2 separate regions of the Rattus norvegicus genome follow, and region 2 is linked to region 1. A link is a contact called in public Hi-C data. All regions are on one chromosome and are shown on one strand. Each heading gives the region's core, a stretch centred on a gene start, on an enhancer-like site or on the middle of the called end of the contact. The rest is flanking DNA. Distances are from core to core; before and after follow the strand shown. Region 1 holds the start of Foxf2 (forkhead box F2). Region 2 has its middle 240 kb from the start of Exoc2.

Region 1 (4,182 bases), core at 598-3,097:
CTGACTCTGGGCTACAATCGGGCCATTTTCGGACACATTCCCATGTAGGTACCAGGGGTGCTCTGGAGGAAGCTGTCGACGCCTGTTCAGCTAATTTAGGTTTTCTTTGTCTAATTACTGTGGAGCTTAGGGAAAAGGAGCCGGGCTCAGGGCAGTAAACTGACACTCGGGCTCTGTGTGTGGTATCCAGGCAGGGTTTGATGGAAAAAGCCTGCTTCCACTCAACTTCAGGTCACTGTCTGGGGCCAGCCCCCTCCCCCCCTCCCGCACCCGCCCTTTCCTCTGTTCCTCAGACCCACCAACAATCTCCATCAGGGGCAGTCCCCGTGCACTAGGACACTGAGAGCTGGGGCAGCTCCCCACCCCCAGGAGGCCAGACCCCACTCGCTCCACAAGGCTCTTTGTAACGTCTTTACTGGGTCCTGCACTCTCCTCCTTGCCCTCCCTCCCATCTTCCCAGACTCCTCAGTACACACCAGGCAAACGCAGACTTCTCAGGGCTGGTGCATTACTGTGCCTTCCTTCTATTTGTCCCCCTGGTGGGCATCTCCTTCCCTCTGGGCCTGGCCACCAGCCCTTGTGTGGTCAGGCCTACTTCAGCCTGCAACTCTCTTTGCAGCCCCTGTCCGAGGTCAGACTACATTTCCCCGCACGTGTAATCCAATAACTAACTGTCGGGTCTCATTGGAATGATTTCTCCCGAGGGCCATCTCTCTCTGAGCCGACTCTTACCGAGAGGAATAAGCCACAACTGGAGGAGTGTTCTCGAATGAAGTGAGCTTGGCCATGGTACATTGGGGGGCGGGAAGACTGACACTGTAAACCCACTGGCTGCTGCGCTTACCTTCCGTGTTGATGATAAATACAACTATCTCCTCACCTCAGGCAGGCTCTCCCTCTCCCTCTCTCTCCCTCTACTACTCTCTCCATGACGTGGAAATGACAATCAGTGGAAGGTGGAAGTAAATAAAAATCGGAATCCATTCGACTCAAGAGAGTCCCAAGTCCCTAAAAGTTGGCCCAGGTTTCTCCACCCAAACCCCAGTGCTCAGCTGAAAATATGCTCATAACTGCCCTGGGCACAGCTCAAAGGCGCCCTGGACTTGCCCTCTGCTATGACCTCTCAGAAGCCTGCATGTCCAGCCAGAGAGAGAAAGAGAGGGAGAGAGAGGGAGAGAGAGGGAGAGAGAGGGAGAGAGAGGGAGAGAGAGGGAGAGAGAGAGAGAGACCCAGGATTGGCACATTACCTTGGGACGTCTGGCACCCTGGCGTGTGGCTGAGGGCCGCACTGTCTAAATGAAGTTGACAGATGGTGTCAGTTCGGGCACTGGGGACCGTAGCTAAGGAAGCTCTTCCAGGGCACTGTCTCCCCAAAACTCAGTCCCCACAGGGTCCGGCGGGGGTGGAGGAGGGGCAGGGTGTGTCCACTCACGGGTTGCGGGGTTGGGGCACTTCTGTGATAAGAAACGGGCTGCTGGAAGGGACAGAGAATGAATTGCTGAAGTCAGAGGTAGTCGAGTCTTGCCAGGATTGGGAGTTCTCCTCCCAGCAGAATGCCTGAGGATCTGTAGCCCTGGCTTTGAAGAGGGCAGATGGGGAAAGGGAAAGAGCCCGAAAGGAATTTGTAGTGCGAGCAGGACCCCGGAGAGTCCGGGAGGCGATAAGAGCAGAAGCCCGCAGCCAGGTCCAGAGGGGGAGGAGTGACGCGAGCCCAGTGCGCCCTCCCCGTGGCGGGCGGCGCGGAGCGAGGAGGGGGCAGGGCGGGGTGGGGTGGAGGGAGGGAGCGAGGGAGGGAGGGAGCGAAGCGGCCGCGGGGAGGGCGCGCCAGGGAGGAAGTCCAAGAGACAGAGAGAGGAGCACTCCTGAAAGAAGACGACGGGCTAGTCCCCGGGGTCCGGGCTGAGATCTTGGCTCGAGGGCGCAACTGTCCGGCCCCAGGCAGCGTCGCCTCGGTGGCTTAGGAGACGGTTGCGCAAGGCGCGGGCCGGAGGCTCGGAAGAGGGATGCGCGGGGCGTTGCCTTCGACCCGCCGCCGCCGCCCGAAGCCCCAGAAGAGCTGAGGGAGGCGACGCCGAAGCGCTGGCCCGCAGTGGCCCCGGCTGCAGCGCGGCCGGCGCAGTAGGGCACTCACTCGGTTTGTGGACCGACCCGGCTCCGGCGCCGCCAATCTCCGTCCGGGGTCCACCCCCCAGGCCGGGCCTTGCTCCCGGCTCCCAGATGAGCACCGAGGGCGGGCCTCCGCCACCCCCGCCGCGCCCGCCGCCTGCCCCACTCCGCCGCGCGTGCAGCCCGGCGCCCGGCGCGCTCCAGGCCGCCTTGATGAGCCCGCCACCCGCCGCCACCCTGGAGTCCACCTCGTCGTCGTCCTCTTCATCCTCTGCTTCCTGTGCCTCGTCTTCTTCCAACTCGGTCAGCGCCTCGGCGGGTGCTTGCAAGAGTGCGGCGAGCAGCGGCGGCACAGGCGCTGGGAGTGGGGGCACTAAGAAGGCGACCTCCGGGCTGCGACGGCCAGAGAAGCCTCCTTACTCGTACATCGCGCTCATCGTCATGGCCATACAGAGCTCGCCCAGCAAACGCCTGACGCTCAGCGAGATCTACCAGTTCCTGCAGGCGCGCTTCCCTTTTTTCCGTGGCGCCTACCAGGGCTGGAAGAACTCTGTGCGCCACAACCTCTCGCTTAACGAATGCTTCATCAAGCTGCCCAAGGGCCTCGGGCGACCGGGCAAGGGCCACTACTGGACCATCGACCCGGCCAGCGAGTTCATGTTCGAGGAGGGTTCGTTCCGCCGGCGTCCGCGCGGCTTCAGGCGGAAGTGCCAGGCTCTCAAACCCATGTACCATCGCGTGGTGAGCGGCTTGGGCTTCGGGGCCTCGCTACTGCCCCAGGGCTTCGACTTCCAAGCGCCCCCGTCAGCGCCCCTGGGTTGCCACGGCCAGGGCGGCTATGGTGGCCTCGACATGATGCCCGCAGGGTATGATACAGGGGCGGGTGCTCCGGGCCACGCGCACCCACACCACCTCCACCACCATCACGTCCCCCACATGTCGCCCAACCCGGGCTCCACCTATATGGCCAGCTGCCCGGTACCCGCAGGTCCTGCGGGCGTCGGTGCGGCAGCGGGTGGCGGCGGTGGCGGCGGTGACTATGGGCCGGACAGCAGCAGCAGCCCTGTGCCCTCATCCCCGGCCATGGCAAGCGCCATCGAGTGCCATTCGCCCTATACTAGCCCTGCGGCACATTGGAGCTCGCCTGGCGCTTCACCTTACCTCAAGCAGCCGCCTGCCCTGACGCCAAGCAGTAATCCCGCGGCCTCTGCTGGTCTGCATCCCAGCATGTCTTCCTACTCTTTGGAACAGAGCTACTTGCACCAGAACGCCCGGGAGGATCTCTCAGGTAATAAAGTGCGCCAAGGCCAGTTGCAAGCATAGCCTCTGAGGGCCAGGGCTACTGCACCCTCAGTCCCCAAAGCTGGGTTATGGGGAACTGGGATACAGGGGCGGGGTGGCGGGGGTGGGTGGGGAATCGGTCCCCTATTCCTGAGTGAGAGGAGAGGATTTAATCTTATAACCTTCCCTGATGCTCTGGGCCGGTTGGGGGGAGGGGGGCTCAGAATTCCCAAACTGGTGAAGGGTGGTGCCAAGTCCTAACCTTCTTGGCCTTCATTAGGACACTGTGGACTTTCTCCCAGTTAGGACAGACTCAGCTCTGAAAAAAGGCATGTGACCTTTGGAGACCTTGGCCGAGGAATTGGGTCTGAATCATTTTGTTCCCCCTACTCTTTTCAAAGTCTAAATTTTGTTTGCCTTTACTTCCTAAAGTAGATGGCAAAAGGGGGCCGGTTCTCTGTGAAGTAGAGCAGGTGAGGGAGAGTTCTTACCATGTAATGACAGGAGATGGTAGGGAAGGGGAGAGAGAAAAACAGAAGGGAATCCCAAGGACTTCGCTAGTGACAGGAGGCACCAAAGTGGTGTTGAGAAGTCTTTGAAAATACACACACACACACACACACACACACACACACACACACACACACACAGTGGATCTAAGTTAATAACACAAGTTTGTCCTGGGCATCAGGGCGTAGGTGCCCTAGTGTGATTACCTCCCCTCACCCCCAGGAAATGTGCATAGAGGCCACTTTCAGTGTGGTTGGTTTATGTTGTGTGGGTTGAAGATTATGA
Region 2 (4,182 bases), core at 727-3,226, 430 kb before region 1:
CGAATCCCCTAACCTTTATGAGTCAAATATTTATTTTTGGAATATTAACAAAATCAAAAGAATCACAGAGTTCTTTTAATTTTAAGTCAAAACACACAGGCATGCGGCTTTTAAGACACTTTATTTAACGGGGCAATCTTAAATTGAGGCCGAAACAAATTCAGGAACATTAAGGATTTCTTGCCCAGTATATACAGCGCTGAAGGAACATTTTAAAGAAATCTTTAATGCTCTATAAAAGATGTAACAAAATCCTTCTCGCCATAAAATGTCCTCTGGATATCGATGAGTACAGTAAAAACTCTCAAGTATGTGTATGTCAAAAGCTCTGGATGTATGATATGCTCTGTCCCCATCTCTCTGTGTCTCTCTATCTCTCTGTCTCTCCCGCCCTCTGTGAGCTTGTGTACAGGCTTTCTCCTCCTCTTTCTCCTCCTCTCCCTCCTCCTCTCCATTCCCTCCTCTCCTCCTTTTCCTCCCTGTGTGGGTAGAAGAACGTAAGAGATCCTTCCCCCAGCTGAGCTTGGCTGCTTGAGTTCAGTCTCCCAAACCCACATGGTAGAGGAGAAAACCAAGCCCTCCAAGTTGTCCTCTGATCTCCACATATGCACCGTAGGTCAAGTGTGTCCCCCCGGTCCCCACTCTCCTATCTGTAAGGTGTATGTTCTTTTGTTATGGTCACAAGGTGGGTTCGGCATTCAAGCCATTATATCCTTGTCTGCTCAGTGAAGGGATGAAGCTGACAGTAAGTGAAATAACCTACATCTGTCCACTTTACAAGAGCGTTTCTGTTTAGATCCGCCTGCCCAGAATCGCCTAAACAATTCATAATTGTTTCCAGGCCAATTCATTGCTTCTCAATGAGAAAGCTGCAAGGCAGAGTTGATTCTGACAAATCCTGGATGGGAACAACCAGTACAGTGCTGCTGTGGTAGAACAGAGGAATCTCACCAAGAAAGATGGAGGATTCTTCCCATCGTAAGCTCCTGCACTTTAAGACATCTTTTATTTTTATATATTTGCTTGAGTTTTGGCACGGCTCTTGCTATGTACTCTGGCTACATTGGACTTTCTGACTCTGGCTGCCCAGCTACCTAAAATGCTGGAGTTAATGGGGGTGTGTGACTATGCCTAGCTCTTTTTATTTCTAATTCACTGTTATCACAACATTACGTTGACTATATTTAATCTGATCTACATTGAATATATTTGTACTACATTCTATATTCAAGAACATCTCAATTACATTAACTACATTTGATGAGTTATCTATCATCTATTCTCCATTATCAACTCCTACTTATCCAGAATCAAAATGATCAGAAATTCTACCATCAAAAATCATGGCATTATATTTAGTCCTCTTAGTCATATACCCATCTGCTATATGCTTACTGCTTTTCAATAAGGACTCTACACATGCACCATGAGTCAACTGTGTGTGTCAGCATCCATCTATCTATCTATCTATCTATCTATCTATCTATCTATCTATCTATCTCTCACTGATTGCTGTATAGTTACTACACAACTTGGGTAAATCAGCACACTTCTTCAGAACAAGTTGCCTGGCATTTGAGTTCTATGCTTGCCTTTCGTGGAGTATCTGAAAAATGAGGCCAGCCACTTGCTTCCATTGTTGAGAGCATCCAAGTATCCCCTCTTTCTGGTTCATTTGAAAGTAACCAGAAAAAAAATTCATAGGAAGATAATTGTTTTTCCTCTCATGAATTAATAAAGAAAGGCTTCTTGTATCAGTAAGGGAAACAGAATTCTTTACCCTTCTGGATTACTTCACAAAAGTTGGCAATTCAGAACTCCATGGGCACGGCTGGGAATTCCACTGCAAGGTAAACAAAAGATCTAACACTTACCCCCCGCCGCTGGAAATGAATTCTTTCAGAGGGAAACAGACTATGCCCGTCACAATGACATCAGCTTATTGTAACCTTCCCTCAGTGTAGACAAAATAACCCATAGGCCTCTCAGATCTGCCTGTGAGTCACCTTTTCTGTACCCAGTGACTTCCTTCAGAACATCACACAGTGCTGCCTTTGAATGGTGCCTTTCAAATAGATTGTCCCCTAACTTTAGATTCATGGGAGTGTCTCCCTGATGGTCAGCGGGCTGGTGGCACCTGCAGTTCCCTGTGCCACCCTAGGGGTGGGGTCCAGGCCTCTGGACAGTGCCAGCTATAGTTGGCACTGTTATAGTTCTTTGAAAATCTCGTGTATTTCTCCTGCTGATTCCACTTTCTACATGTTCTTGTGGAGTCTTCAACTGGGATTCTTGGGGCAGGAGAACATCAGCGTGTCTGTTGGGTCTGTCCTTCATGAGCTGCTTGCCAGTCAGGCAGGGACTTGAGTTCTCTGTGGCACAAAAGACTTTGCTGTTAGACCCAGAAAAAGGCAAGTAAGCTTGCTCCCTGGATTAGAAGGCACAGAACATTTCACACGCTCTATGCTCAGCACTCATTACAAGAAACTCCCCAACTGGAGTTTTTGAAATCAGAAATTAGCAGCACTAAGATACCACAAATGGAAAATTCCGTATTGACCTCAAGTGATAGATGACAATCAGACACTGGCACGTTGAAAATGTTATATAAGTTACCTCATGCTGTGATGCATGAATGAATTTCATATTGAAAGATGGGTCCCAACTCTGATATTTGACAACACAAACCCTAAACTCCAAGGGGGCAGTGTGGTCCTAAACGATGAGCCCCTGAGGCAACCTGTATATTATTGGTACTTGATGCTGTTTATTATGTGAGTACATTTTGATTAAACTCAGAATACGGGACTCATGGTCAGACAGGGTAGACTGTTAGCAGCTCTGTAGTTCTGAGTTTAGCAGAGGGAAGTTTGGATCTAGACTTGTTCAGCTGCTTGTTTCTAGTCCACGTTTGCTCCAGCTTGCCCATCACTCCCCAGTGAATAAACCAGTATATACTGTCCTGTGGAAGAGCACTGTTCTACCAGCACTAAGAGGTGGGGAAATTCCACTCAAAGATGCAGCCTCCCTCCTTCTCAGGAATGGATGTTTCCATCCACTCATGCCCAGTCTGGGCAAGAAATACCTGCTGGGCAGTGTCCCATGCATAGATATTCTTCATTTTCAGCCCTTTTGGAAAAGAAACCCCGTTTCTATGGTAGCTTTCAGAGCTGCAGGTAGGCTGATGGCTTCTCCTTTCTTGAATGGATTTGAGAGCACAGCATCCAGCAGGCCACAAGAGGACAGCAGCGGCTTGAGCTCTGGTGGCTGCTCCCTCCTCTGGCTTCTCCCCAGGAACAGAGAGACCATCTGGCTACCTGGGTGACTTAAGAGTGGATTCATCACCTTATTCCAGCCCAGTAACGGGAAGTGATTTTTACTGATGAATGTGTTGGAAAAAAACCCAGGGTGGTTTCTGTATGCCAAGTTGTTATTTTCCCTTTCTTCCACACTGCTCTGACATAATTATCTCTGATATCACACAGCCTCACTGGGTACCTAAAGGGAAGAAGTACGTTCTACTGTCTCAGAGCCTGTCTTGCCAGAACCGGGCTGACTTCTAAGACTCTCACTTTTAATGTGTTTCACACTGTAGTGTTGTCACCTCTATGTCGTAAGCTACCCCATCACTTTAATTCACTAAAGTCGTGAAATTTTGACTCTTGGCTATTTTATTAGATATTTTATTTGTAAAACATTTCGTGAACACTTGATTGGAACATACAGAGAACAAAAATATGAACAGGCATCCTCTGGGTTGAAACAGAAGTGAGAGGAAACATGTGAACCCACAAATAATAATTCAACTTGATAGCATCTAACTTTATGCCCCACAGGCAGGCAAGCAAGGACCAAGTTGGGGCTTCCAAGTAGAACCCAAGTGCAGGCCACTCTAGGGCTAACTACAAGTTTTTCTTGTGGAAAAGGTAGTTTTAACTGGCTCTCACTTCATAGACTTATTCTCCAGTAAGTATGCTCAATAGCTCATGTAATGTTTGCGTGAGTCAGAAACTTCGGAAACTCATTCTGTGCATGGGACCCTTCTGTTCACTCAGGCCTCAGAGGATATATCATGACTCAAATATTTACTCTAATTAGGAAAGATTAATTTATTTCTTTTCATTTTTTTAGCCAATGAATGTGCTGGAAAAACCCGGGATGATTTCTGCACGTTTTCTTATTCTC

The links. A called contact is a pair of places that touch in the nucleus more often than the background predicts.
Region 2: a contact with region 1 is called in a Hi-C map of the A7r5 cell line, with 7 times the contacts expected there. The contact joins the enhancer-like site here to the promoter of Foxf2 in region 1. A contact is called at or near these places in 5 of 12 Hi-C or Micro-C datasets (the A7r5 cell line, the Rat2 cell line, Schwann cells and 2 more).

Annotation. Positions count from the first base shown.
Region 1 is chr17:33,048,924-33,053,105 of GRCr8, reverse strand. It overlaps Foxf2 (forkhead box F2), which reads left to right and starts at 1,847. Exons shown (of 2, transcript NM_001400749.1): 1 at 1,847-3,394. The coding sequence starts at 2,218. LOC120097779 (a long non-coding RNA gene) reads right to left here and starts at 1,816. Exons shown (of 3, transcript XR_005495507.2): 1 at 1,248-1,816.
Region 2 is chr17:33,475,090-33,479,271 of GRCr8, reverse strand. No RefSeq gene overlaps it. Among named protein-coding and RNA genes, the nearest start is that of Exoc2, 240 kb to the left of the region's middle. Within about 2 kb of position 1,976, at least 8 of the 93 cell types and tissues checked have an H3K27ac peak or open chromatin away from gene starts, as enhancers often do. A contact at or near this core is called in the A7r5 cell line, where this site is marked.